Linked DNA regions of Mus musculus: region 2 is linked to region 1. Evidence: chromatin contacts called from public Micro-C data. All regions are on one chromosome and are shown on one strand. Each heading gives the region's core, a stretch centred on a gene start, on an enhancer-like site or on the middle of the called end of the contact. The rest is flanking DNA. Distances are from core to core; before and after follow the strand shown. Region 1 has its middle 37 kb from the start of Dgcr6. Region 2 has its middle 13 kb from the start of Gm34679.

What was found. A called contact is a pair of places that touch in the nucleus more often than the background predicts.
Region 2: a contact with region 1 is called in a Micro-C map of the HL-1 cell line, with 4 times the contacts expected there. The contact joins two enhancer-like sites. A contact is called at or near these places in 2 of 15 datasets of contacts at CTCF or cohesin (both in the NIH/3T3 cell line), 7 of 484 Hi-C or Micro-C datasets (CD4 T cells, the CH12 cell line, the HL-1 cell line and 3 more), 1 of 115 datasets of contacts at active chromatin or transcription factors (the NIH/3T3 cell line) and 1 of 9 other capture datasets (embryonic stem cells).

The regions. Positions count from the first base shown.
Region 1 is chr16:18,026,662-18,031,669 of GRCm38.p6, reverse strand. No RefSeq gene overlaps it. Among named protein-coding and RNA genes, the nearest start is that of Dgcr6, 37 kb to the left of the region's middle. Within about 2 kb of position 2,974, at least 4 of the 459 cell types and tissues checked have an H3K27ac peak or open chromatin away from gene starts, as enhancers often do. A contact at or near this core is called in the HL-1 cell line, where this site is marked.
Region 2 is chr16:18,179,894-18,184,901 of GRCm38.p6, reverse strand. No RefSeq gene overlaps it. Among named protein-coding and RNA genes, the nearest start is that of Gm34679, 13 kb to the right of the region's middle. Within about 2 kb of position 1,906, at least 22 of the 459 cell types and tissues checked have an H3K27ac peak or open chromatin away from gene starts, as enhancers often do. A contact at or near this core is called in the HL-1 cell line, where this site is marked.

The DNA.
Region 1 (5,008 bases), core at 1,725-4,224:
ACACACTTTCTCCAACAAGGCCACACCACCTAATAGTATCACTCCCTGGGCCAATCATATTAAACCATCACATGGGTTTTATAAAATATGAATTTTATCTCACAGGGCATAACATTTTTGTGATTTGTCTCCAATATAATGCATCAAATTAACTATCCTGATTCCTACAGGCTTCCTGAGCTGAGTAGGTGGGTGGAATATTTGAGACTCCACCAAGCTCTCTGCCAGTCACTTTATTCGATGTTTCTGAGTGGGAAGACAGCTTGTTTTCTTTATCAGGGATCACCCCACACGCACACTCTGAATCCATTGCCCATCCACTCTGATCTTTTCCATGATCTTCGTCGAGGGGCCAGGAAACACATGGAGACGGCAGCTGATCTTACTGGCAGGAGTTTGCTTGAATATCTTTATTTCTAGCTACTAGGGAGCCACTGGACCACAGTATAGCTGAGGACAGCAGACTTTGGTGTGTGTCTTAGTGTGTTCTATGGCTGTGAAGAGATGCCATGAACAAGGCAACTTATAGGAAAAAAAAAAACATTTAATTGGAGGCTTGCATAAAACTGTAAAGTTTCAAAGGGTGAGTCCAGCATCACCACAGTGGGAAAAAAAGGTGGGGCATGGAGGGGGAAGCAAGTAGGAAGACAGAAAGACATAGAGGCAGGCAGGCAGGCAGAAGACATGGTGTGAGAGTTTATAACTGATCCGAAAGCAAGAGGCAGAGAAAGAGAGAGAGAGAGAGAGAGAGAGAGAGAGAGAGAGAGAGAGGGAGGGAGGGAGGGAGGGAGGGAGGGAGGGAGGGAGAGAGAGAGACTGGGTCTGATGTGAGCATTTGAAACCTCAAAGCCCACCCCAGTGACACACCTACACACCTCCTCTAACAAGTCCACACCTCCTGATTCTTCTCAAAACAGTTCCACCAACTGGGGACCAAGCATTTAATATATAAGTCTCTGGGGCCATTCTCATTCAAACCACCACAGTGTGTGTTTTAAATACCCCCAAATATTGAATATATAGAAATACTTTACTTCATTTTAATTTTTGAGACTTTCATACATGAGAATTATCAGTTACTATCCTCCGTCTTGCCACTCCAGCTCCTACTATGTGTTCCACCAGACCCCTGCTCAAATTCATGACTTCTATTATATATGTGTGTGTGTGTATGTGTGTGTGTATATATATATATATATATATATATATATATATGGAGAGAGAGAGAGAGAGAATACGGAGTGGCACTATTAGAAGGTGTGGCCTTGTTGGAGTAGGTGTGTCACTGTGGGCATGGGCTTAAGACCCTCATCCTAGCTGCCTGGAAGCCAGTATTCTACTAGCAGCCTTCAGATGAAGATGTTGCACTCTCATCTCTGCCTGTACCATGCCTGCCTGGATACTGCCATGTTCCCACCTTGATGATAATGGACTGAACCTCTAAACTTGTAAGCCAGCCCCAATTAAATTTTGTCCTTGTAAGAGTTGCCTTGGTCATGATGTCTGTTCATTGCAGTAAAACCCTAAGACAGAATATATATAGAATGTATATATAATTATATATACATGTATAACTATATATGTATACATAGATATATAATTAGAGGTGTACATATACTCATAGTTATAGAGGCATATAATTATAGAATTATATATTTGTAAAATATATACATATCTAACTATAGAAGAAGTAATGGATTTGATGTATCTCCTACTGAGCCCAGTTGGTGCTCCCATATGTACTTAGGCTTGGATGGGCAACTGCCAGGGCCCCATCCCTGAAGAGAGCTGGTTCTTCTGCTCTCAGCAGCTATTGGCCACTGTAGCTCTTCACGCCTTGTGAACCTGTCCCCATCTCACACTGACGTGTGACTGCTGTGGTCTTGTGTTGGGAGTTCATGGAACAGATCCTGTCAGGTCCAGAAGACGCTGTCTCAAAGCAGATCTTGCAGGTGTCCTCCTCTTCCATGGCATTCCCTGAGCCTACGGTATGGGTGTGTTACACACGTCCTCCCATTTGAGGCTGGACTGTTTTCTGTTGCTTTCCCTCAGCACCTTGACCTGTTTTGTTTCTCTGTAATAGCCTCCATTGGCTGCAAAAAGAAACTTGTTTGATGAGGGATGAGATCCGTGCTTTATCTAGAGACACTAGTGGAGAAGCCTCCGTTGAGATAAGGTAAACAGTGAAACATAGAGACGTGTGATCACCCACCCATTCCTGGTGGCCATCAGTCAAAGCTGGAGCAGTATTTAGCCCCTAAGTGTCTCATTTCCCTGTTCTTCAATGTGGAAATGTTAACAGGACCTTCTTGATGGTATTTCATTATTTTGAAGATAAACTGGGGGAAAAAAACTTTGAAGAAAAAAAGTCTGGTACTTTCTAAGAATTACCAAAAAATTTTTTTTCAGTTATGTGTCTGGAAGAATTAACAAGACCTGTTGTCAAGGTGACATCTAGAGAAGGCACACAGTCACAGCTCCAGAGTGGGTAGAGCCTTACTGGAACTCTGCAGAGGTTGGAGACTCTGTAGCTGCTGGCAAAGCCAGCTGTGTCATGTGATTCGAATGGCAGCAACTCCTACCTTAAGGCCGAGCACACAGCAATTCAGACTAAGGGGGTCTCCCCAGATCACATCGCCGGGCAATAATGACTGCAGGGTAGAGAAACTTGTTAGTTCCATAACGGCAGAGACCCTCTCACCATCTGGAGATCTCTGGGTCATGCTCTGGATAGCAAACCTAGGACCTATCATGGTTTTCCCAAATCCTCCTGCCTCACGATGATGACAGGGAAATGGGTGGTTTCCTGGAGAAAGGCCCTCGCTTCACAGAATGGCACAAATTCTGAGTCACCTCTTGGATATTTCACCCTTTGACATGACAGATAATGCCTTTCTGCAGGATGGAGACCTATGAACATCCAGGGGTGAGGCATGCCCAGATTCCCACTGCCTTCTAGCGCCGACCACCCTGGAAGGCCTGTTGTCTGCTGGACCCCTAACGGGCTCAGAATTCAGAGCGTTCTAAGCCAACTGCCCACATGGGCAGTTTTCCCTAACAAACCTTATCTGGAGACAAGCAGTTAGGCTCAAAAAAGTCAGGAAGGTGGCTCCAGGCTTCAGCTGTGTAAAGGAAAGTCTTTGGGCTCCCAGGTCTCTGCTGACTGAAGTCTGACCTACTGGCTGGGCATGTGGACAGAAGCCAGGCTGAGAGCTGCTGGGAGCACACCCACTCCATGAGCTCACAGTCTTTGCTTTGAGTCTCAGTCTTGATATGCAAAGCAAGGCTTAGGAAGATGGATCTCTCGAAGTGTGCTGTGAACTTATGAACAAAGCATTCATGGGACTGACTGAAAGACACCGCTCTCACTGAGAGGAAGCAACACAGTAAGCAAAGCCTGGGCATGATTGCTGGCTAGCCTGTCCTCAGGTTCCACTTATGAGCCAATGTGTGACATGGGGAAGACACCTGATGTTCTGTCCTTGGTTCCTGCTCTGTGGTACTGGAATGCTCTCAGGGCCCAGTTACTAGTGCTGTAAGGTGTAAAACAAAACACAGACAAAGCCTGAGGAAGAATGAGTGCTGCATCCCATCAAGGGCCCAGAGCGTGAGCCCGATGTGCGGGATGGACAAGGAAACGTGGGGTAGACGTGACACAGAAGATGTATTACAATCTAGGCTTCCCGTGGCTTGATGCTTTGTAGCTTTCACAGAGGATCTGTTATCACCCATGTGATTCTATGTTGACCCTGTGGGGTGACTTGTGAGTTGAGCAGTAGCTGTGCCCCGTTTTACACATGGAGAGAGGGTGATAGGCCCAAGACGTGAAATATTGCTTCCTTGGGAGCAGAAGGTTTCACACGTGAGTCATCTGCTCATGTTCCGGTGAGAGGTGAGGGGCCTCCTTTACTCGATTTCCCAAGTGTTATCAGTCCCAAGTGGCTATGGGATAGATGTCCAGTATGAGGCCTGAGCCAAGAGAAGGGCAAGAGCTGGCCCAGAAGTGGCAATGACCTGGGTCAATCCTGATCAAATTAGCTATGCCATTTTCCTGAGAGGCAGACCACATCCTGTCTCTTTTTCCCAGTGTCTTTACCTCTCAGTGTCCCCCTGGAGGTCAGCTGACTAATTGAGGGACTCCCTACTGCTTCCTCTGACTAAGTGGCTCAGCTCTCAGGCCTTTCCCCAACTTGAAGCACTCCCCATCAGAATGCTATGACCATGCATACGCCTGGATTTAGCTGCCATATTACTGGGGATGAAGTAACTCAGTTGCTCCATGTTACAGAGGCTAGTAGAAGAAGCTGGAGTATATCCAGAGGGTGTCACTGCTGATCTGACAGCAGGTGGGGGAGGACCTAGCTAAGAAGAGACAACACCTGCACCCACCAGAAGTGCCTGCCCTCCCTCCCTCCCTCCCTCCTCCCTCAGCAGAACCTATTCTCATAAACCATTCAGCCCAGATGCTGTGGTCTAGGCTTGGAGACATGGCTTCTCTTTGAGAATCCTTGATGGCTGCTGCACTGGAGAGTCCTCCTTGCAGACTATCTAGGTCCTGCTAGAAAAAAAAAAAAGCCCACTGTTCCTTCCACTTTCCAGGCCATGCCCAAATGGAAGAACCTGTTCCCATCAACTCCATGAGCGTCCTACTCTGGAATCTAAGTTTCTTCCCCTTCTGAACATTTCTGATAGATTGTCAATGGCTGCCATCAAAGTTGGCAAATCTGGTGAAGCACAATTCACCTTTCCCATGGTGTTTGCTGTTGATCCAAAGAGAGCAGTGAGGCAACACTCCTTCCACCAGATCTATGCTCTGTCGGAGACGGTAACATTTCTGCCTGAAATATTGGGTAGAATTCAGATGCAGCTCCCTGGCATGAAGGATGCTTTGTCGAAAAACGCTCCTTTCTATTGTTTTAATTGATGCTTATTATTACACAGTATGACTGCATTTGGAATATTGGTCCCTATAAATTCATATGCCTGATGCTGACACCACATCAGCATA
Region 2 (5,008 bases), core at 657-3,156, 150 kb before region 1:
CTGACTTTCCTAGCATTGAGGCTGCTAGCCCATGAGTCCTGATCTGGCTCTCTGTGTACATGTTCGGTCAGCACAGAGCCAGGAAAGGCTGTTCCTAGGATGAAGGGTGACTGATAACCTCTATCAGTTTACAAGCTGACTGGAACCTCAGAACAAGAGAGGCTACTGCCACACAGGCAGAGAGGCCAGAATGTTGCTGTATGTGTGTGTGCTCATATTTGTGTGTGAGCACATGTGAATGTGTGTGTGTGTGCACGTGTGTGAGTGCATGTGTGTGCACACGTGTGTGAGACATGTGTGTGTACATATGTGTGTGTATGTGCATGCACGTGTGCATAAGTATCTCTGTGTGTACACAGGCCATATGCTTTGTTTCACCTGCAGTGCACACACATCTTTCTCAGTAGTTTTGCTTCAGCATAACTCACACTGTGGTAATGGTATTAATTTTTTGTCGTGTCAGTGTCAAGCATTTACCCTGCATGCTGCTCATCCTTTGCCTTGATGTTTCCTTTGGTGCTGAGAGTTTAGCTTTCACACAAAGTGTACTCATCTAGGCTTTTTTTCTTAGAAAGTTCTTTCCCACTGGGATTCGGCATCTATTTCCCTCCTTTTTTTTCCTTCCTGTTCCTTTTAATGGTGAAGTTATTTTCTGTCATCTCTGTCTTACCTGCAGCCCACACAGTGAGGTACAAACTCTGCTCTAAAGGCCTCCCTGCTTATATCCCCATCACCTGACTGTGTGTGTCCATGCCCCTGGGGCTTCAGCACATTTATTTGGGCTCCTGTCTCTAAGAGTGGCCCCAGCCTTCCTCAGTGACTACAGAGGTTTTATCCTTGTTTCCATGGCCACTCTGTGGATGAAGAAGACAGATCAGGTCCCTATGGACTCCCCCTCAACTCTACTGCTTCCCTACCTCACTAGCATCCTACCTCCATTCTCCTGAATACTGGACATGGTGCCAAAATGTATTTCCTGCAGAACAGCCTTCATGGTACCCCACTCATATACCAGCCATCACTCTGAGAATGTTCTAGAAATACCAGCTTCTCTCACCATTCCTTCTCTCACCCCCAGTGTCTGGTTTTCAACTCTGTGTCATTATCAGAAAATGCATGCCCGGGCTCCCTAGCTCAGTTGGCAGAGTGTTTGCCTAGCACACACAGAGCTCTGGGTTTTACCCTTAGAGCTGCATAAAACAGGTGTGGCAGCAGACATCTGTAATACCAGCATTTGTGAGCTGGAAGCAGGAGGTCAGAAGTTCAAGGCCATTCTTGATTCCATAACAAATTCAGGGCCAGCCTGGAATACATGAAATCCTGCAGAAAGGAAGGAAGAAGGGAAAGAAAGAAGGAAGGAAGGTAAGGAGGGAGGGAGGGAGGAGGGAGGGAGGGTCTGTAGTGCAGGTGAATATTAGCAAAATTGTGACAGGTCTGCCATCTCTCAGTAGTTTCACTTCAGGCAGAGAAGAAAGTGGGTGAAGGACATTAATAAGGAAGGCAGGTAGCATGAGTCAGGATTCCCCCAGGAAACTCTGTGTGGGAAGGCAGAAAGGACCAGGGCTAGATCTGACTCTTGAACAAAGACAGAGACAGCCTGGCTTCTGTGTCACTCATCTGTATGTTGTGATGCAGCTATGGATAAGTTGGGGACAGAGTTAAAGTTTCTGTCTCCCTACTTTTGGCCAAAACTTTAAGTAAATTAACCTTTTAATTTCTTTTGATATGTTATACTGTTTTCTCGTAATTTGGATGAGTATTTGGGTCTAGAACCAGATTTAATAGCCTGGGCTCCAGTGACGGAGCATGCCAGGACACACAGAAACAGTTATCTGGTTGGTGTCTTTTGGACGTCCCACCCCCAGAGTTTTGTTTGTGACTCACTGTTCCTGAATAGCTCCACCCTAGGACATCCCTATCTGGTGACTTGTTGCAAGTTACCGTACACGTGGTATAGCACAGAGCCTCATAATGACTGACTAGCCTTGTTTTTTGGCCACAAACCCCATGATTCCAACTTGGCCTGTCATTGGGAAGAATAGAGTCCTGTGTCTCTACTGGATCCTGGCTCAGACACCAGCACGGAACGGTTGTTTGACGGTACAATAGAATCAGAGGCCTAGAAGTAGGAAAGATACAGACTCCCTATGTGCACAGAGAGTCTGGACAGGGAGAGCCCCACAGCTAGAGTAGAAATTCCCAGAGGGTGAACTTGTGCATCACCAGGGCAGTCAAAGTCCCAGGGAAGGTACTGGAAGGTATAGGCTCCCAGCAGGGTCTGAGAACTGGGTGAGCTACCAGTCAGAATAGGGGCAGCCTAGGGTGCTTGAATCAGGCAAGCAGCAGGACCAAGCTGTAGAAACAGTGGCTACATCCAGACTAGTTGACAAGTGGAGAAAGGATCCGTCTCAATTAACACTAGAGTTGGACCCAGGGTAATGTCCCTCAACTTATTAATGGTAATTGCTGGGACATTGACCTTGCCCTGTAGAGGTTAGCAGAGTGGGAGTCAGGAGGGGGCTCTGGCTAGGAATCAGGTCAGCAGAGCTGCCACCAGCATGGCCCAGGTCTTGTCTTGTGTCTATCGAGGTTGAAGCAGGAGACACTGCAGGGATGGGGGTTGCTCCTCCTCAGAGGACAGGCCTCTGGGAGTAGGACTCAGCTCCCCTCTGCCTTTCCCCTGTCTCTGATTTTGCTTCCTAGTCCCTTTTGTCTCTGTTCCACTTCTTGCCAGAGCCATGCCAGAGTCTGTAGAGTTTGTGAAGTCAGTCAGCCACTCAACAAATGCTTCCCTGGTTATGTGGTCTGGGGAACTAATCTAGATTCTTCCAGACCTTGGATCAAGTAATCAGTTTTCCTGGGGACAAATGTCTTGCTGGAGGCTTGTAAGTGTCCCATCAGGGTGGCCTTGCAAGCAGGTGGCTTCATGCAGGATTCTAAACCAGTGGTTTTTGAAAGATGTGCTTGGAGCTACCTTTCAACAGGGTGACCAGGGATTGTTCAGCAGTTATCTGATATGACTGAAGGCATGCAGACAGCTCCCCTCTATATGTCTCGGTGTATCTCCTTGTCCCTTTGGAAGTCAGCCTGTGTGACAGGACCATGTCTGCTGGGACAGCCTCTCTTGCAGTTGTAATGGTTGGTAGGGCTCTTGCTGTCGTGGGGGTGGGAACCCGTGCAGTTTGCTCCGAAGTGTCTCTGCTGAGTTATTGGTTTAATAGCTAAGGAACGGCAGGGTGCCAGAAATGCTCCTCGCGGGCTCTGGGATCTGGGAGGGGGTCTGGGGCAGGGCCTATCATTGCCCTAGGGGTATCCTGCTCCCAGTCAGGTGCCAAGAATGCAGGCAGAGAGATTTATCTCTCTAGCTTTACGAGGCACTAACCGGAGAAGGCTGAGAGTCAGAAGCTGAATAATTGATTGTCCTGGCTTGCTGGGGGATGAGCTGGATTGAGAAGGTGGAGGCCCCACCCGTGCTGAAACCGTATTGAGAAGATGTGGTCACAGCCTGACTGGTGGACCCAAACTTGGGTACAGGGTCACAAGAGCCTTGGGTTAGTGTCAGAGGCTGTGATCCCTGGGTCACGCACAAGGATTCCACGAGTTCAAAGGACCATAGTGTTGGCTCCCCTCCAATCCCTTTACTTGCATGTATGTCCACCTTCCCAGCCTCACAACTCCATCAGCCAGGGCCAGGCTACCCTCCATCCACTCTCCCCATCACCCATCATCACAGGGAGCTTGTGCAGTCTCAGCAGGCTTTGTACTTGGCTTCCTGAGTGCTGAGAGATTAATGAAAGGCAGGGAGTGATGGGGCATTCTGCCACCTGGTCCTGCCTCCTTGGCCCTCTCCCGGGAGGACCCCAACATCTACACGGGTCTCAGCCCTCTCCCAGGAGGACCCCAACATCTACACGGGCGTGCCACCTCTTATTTTGTGCTCTTTCTTCTCTATCTTTCCCTGCCCCCTTCTCCAGCCAGGAGACTCTCAGTCTAGGACAGATTTCCTAGGGAGAGGTGGGCTGCCATGAGCCTGGGCAAGTAAGATGTACCTTAGGACCAACCTGGTGTGAGTCTGCACCCCCCCTCCCCACTGAGGGTGCCATCCCTTCCTGAGTTCTTGGTGACTATGAGCCTGTCCTGTCCTGAAGGGCTCACACCCTGTGCCCTGAAGAGGTCTTGCTCACAAGCCGGTGCCCCCTGCTCAAGCCAATGGGTTTCTCTCTGGCACAGGGCACCATTTGCTTGCTTTTTTTTGTTTTGTTTTTGTATTTTGTTTTTTGAGACAGGGTTTCTCTGTGTAGCCCTGGCTGTCCTGGAACTTACTCTGTAGACCAGGCTGGCCTCGAACTCAGAAATCCGCCTGCCTCTGCCTCCCAAGTGCTGGGATTAAAGGCGTGCACCACCATGCCCGGCTTGATTGTATTTTTATGAACAAAAATGCTATTCTCCCTCACTGGCTTTGGGAACATTACCGGGTCTGATTTGCAGTGCTTAGTGTCAGGACAGGACTGGCAAGAATGGATGTAGAGACCTTCCTGACAACCACCGATGGAAGCAGTGTTAGCCACACAATCCACTCCTAAGAGGCCCAGTGGATTCTAGCTCAGCCTGCCTTAGTCTCTCTTCCAGGACTGCCCTGCTGTTGCGGAAGGGCCGACTTGCATGCCAGCAGCCTCTGAGGTGTTCCCAGTTGCTGGACAGGTGAGACAATAAAATACTCAGGCACAAAACTTCCCACTGCTCATGCCCGGAGCTTTTGAGGGAGTCACTGGGGGGAATCTGGGTCATGGAGATACAGAGGAGGGGTTCTGTTGGGCCCCATATCCCCATGGGGGATTGCTACCCACTACCCTCCCTGGCTTCCATCATGACTTTAGTCTAGGGGCTTGGTGGCTGACCCTGATTGTTTTCCCCACTGTCTCTAGGAGGAGAGGCATTTGCTTGGCCAGGGTAACCAGGCAGATCATAGAGTTTGTTTTCAATTAATACTTGTTTAGCCAAGTTTCTC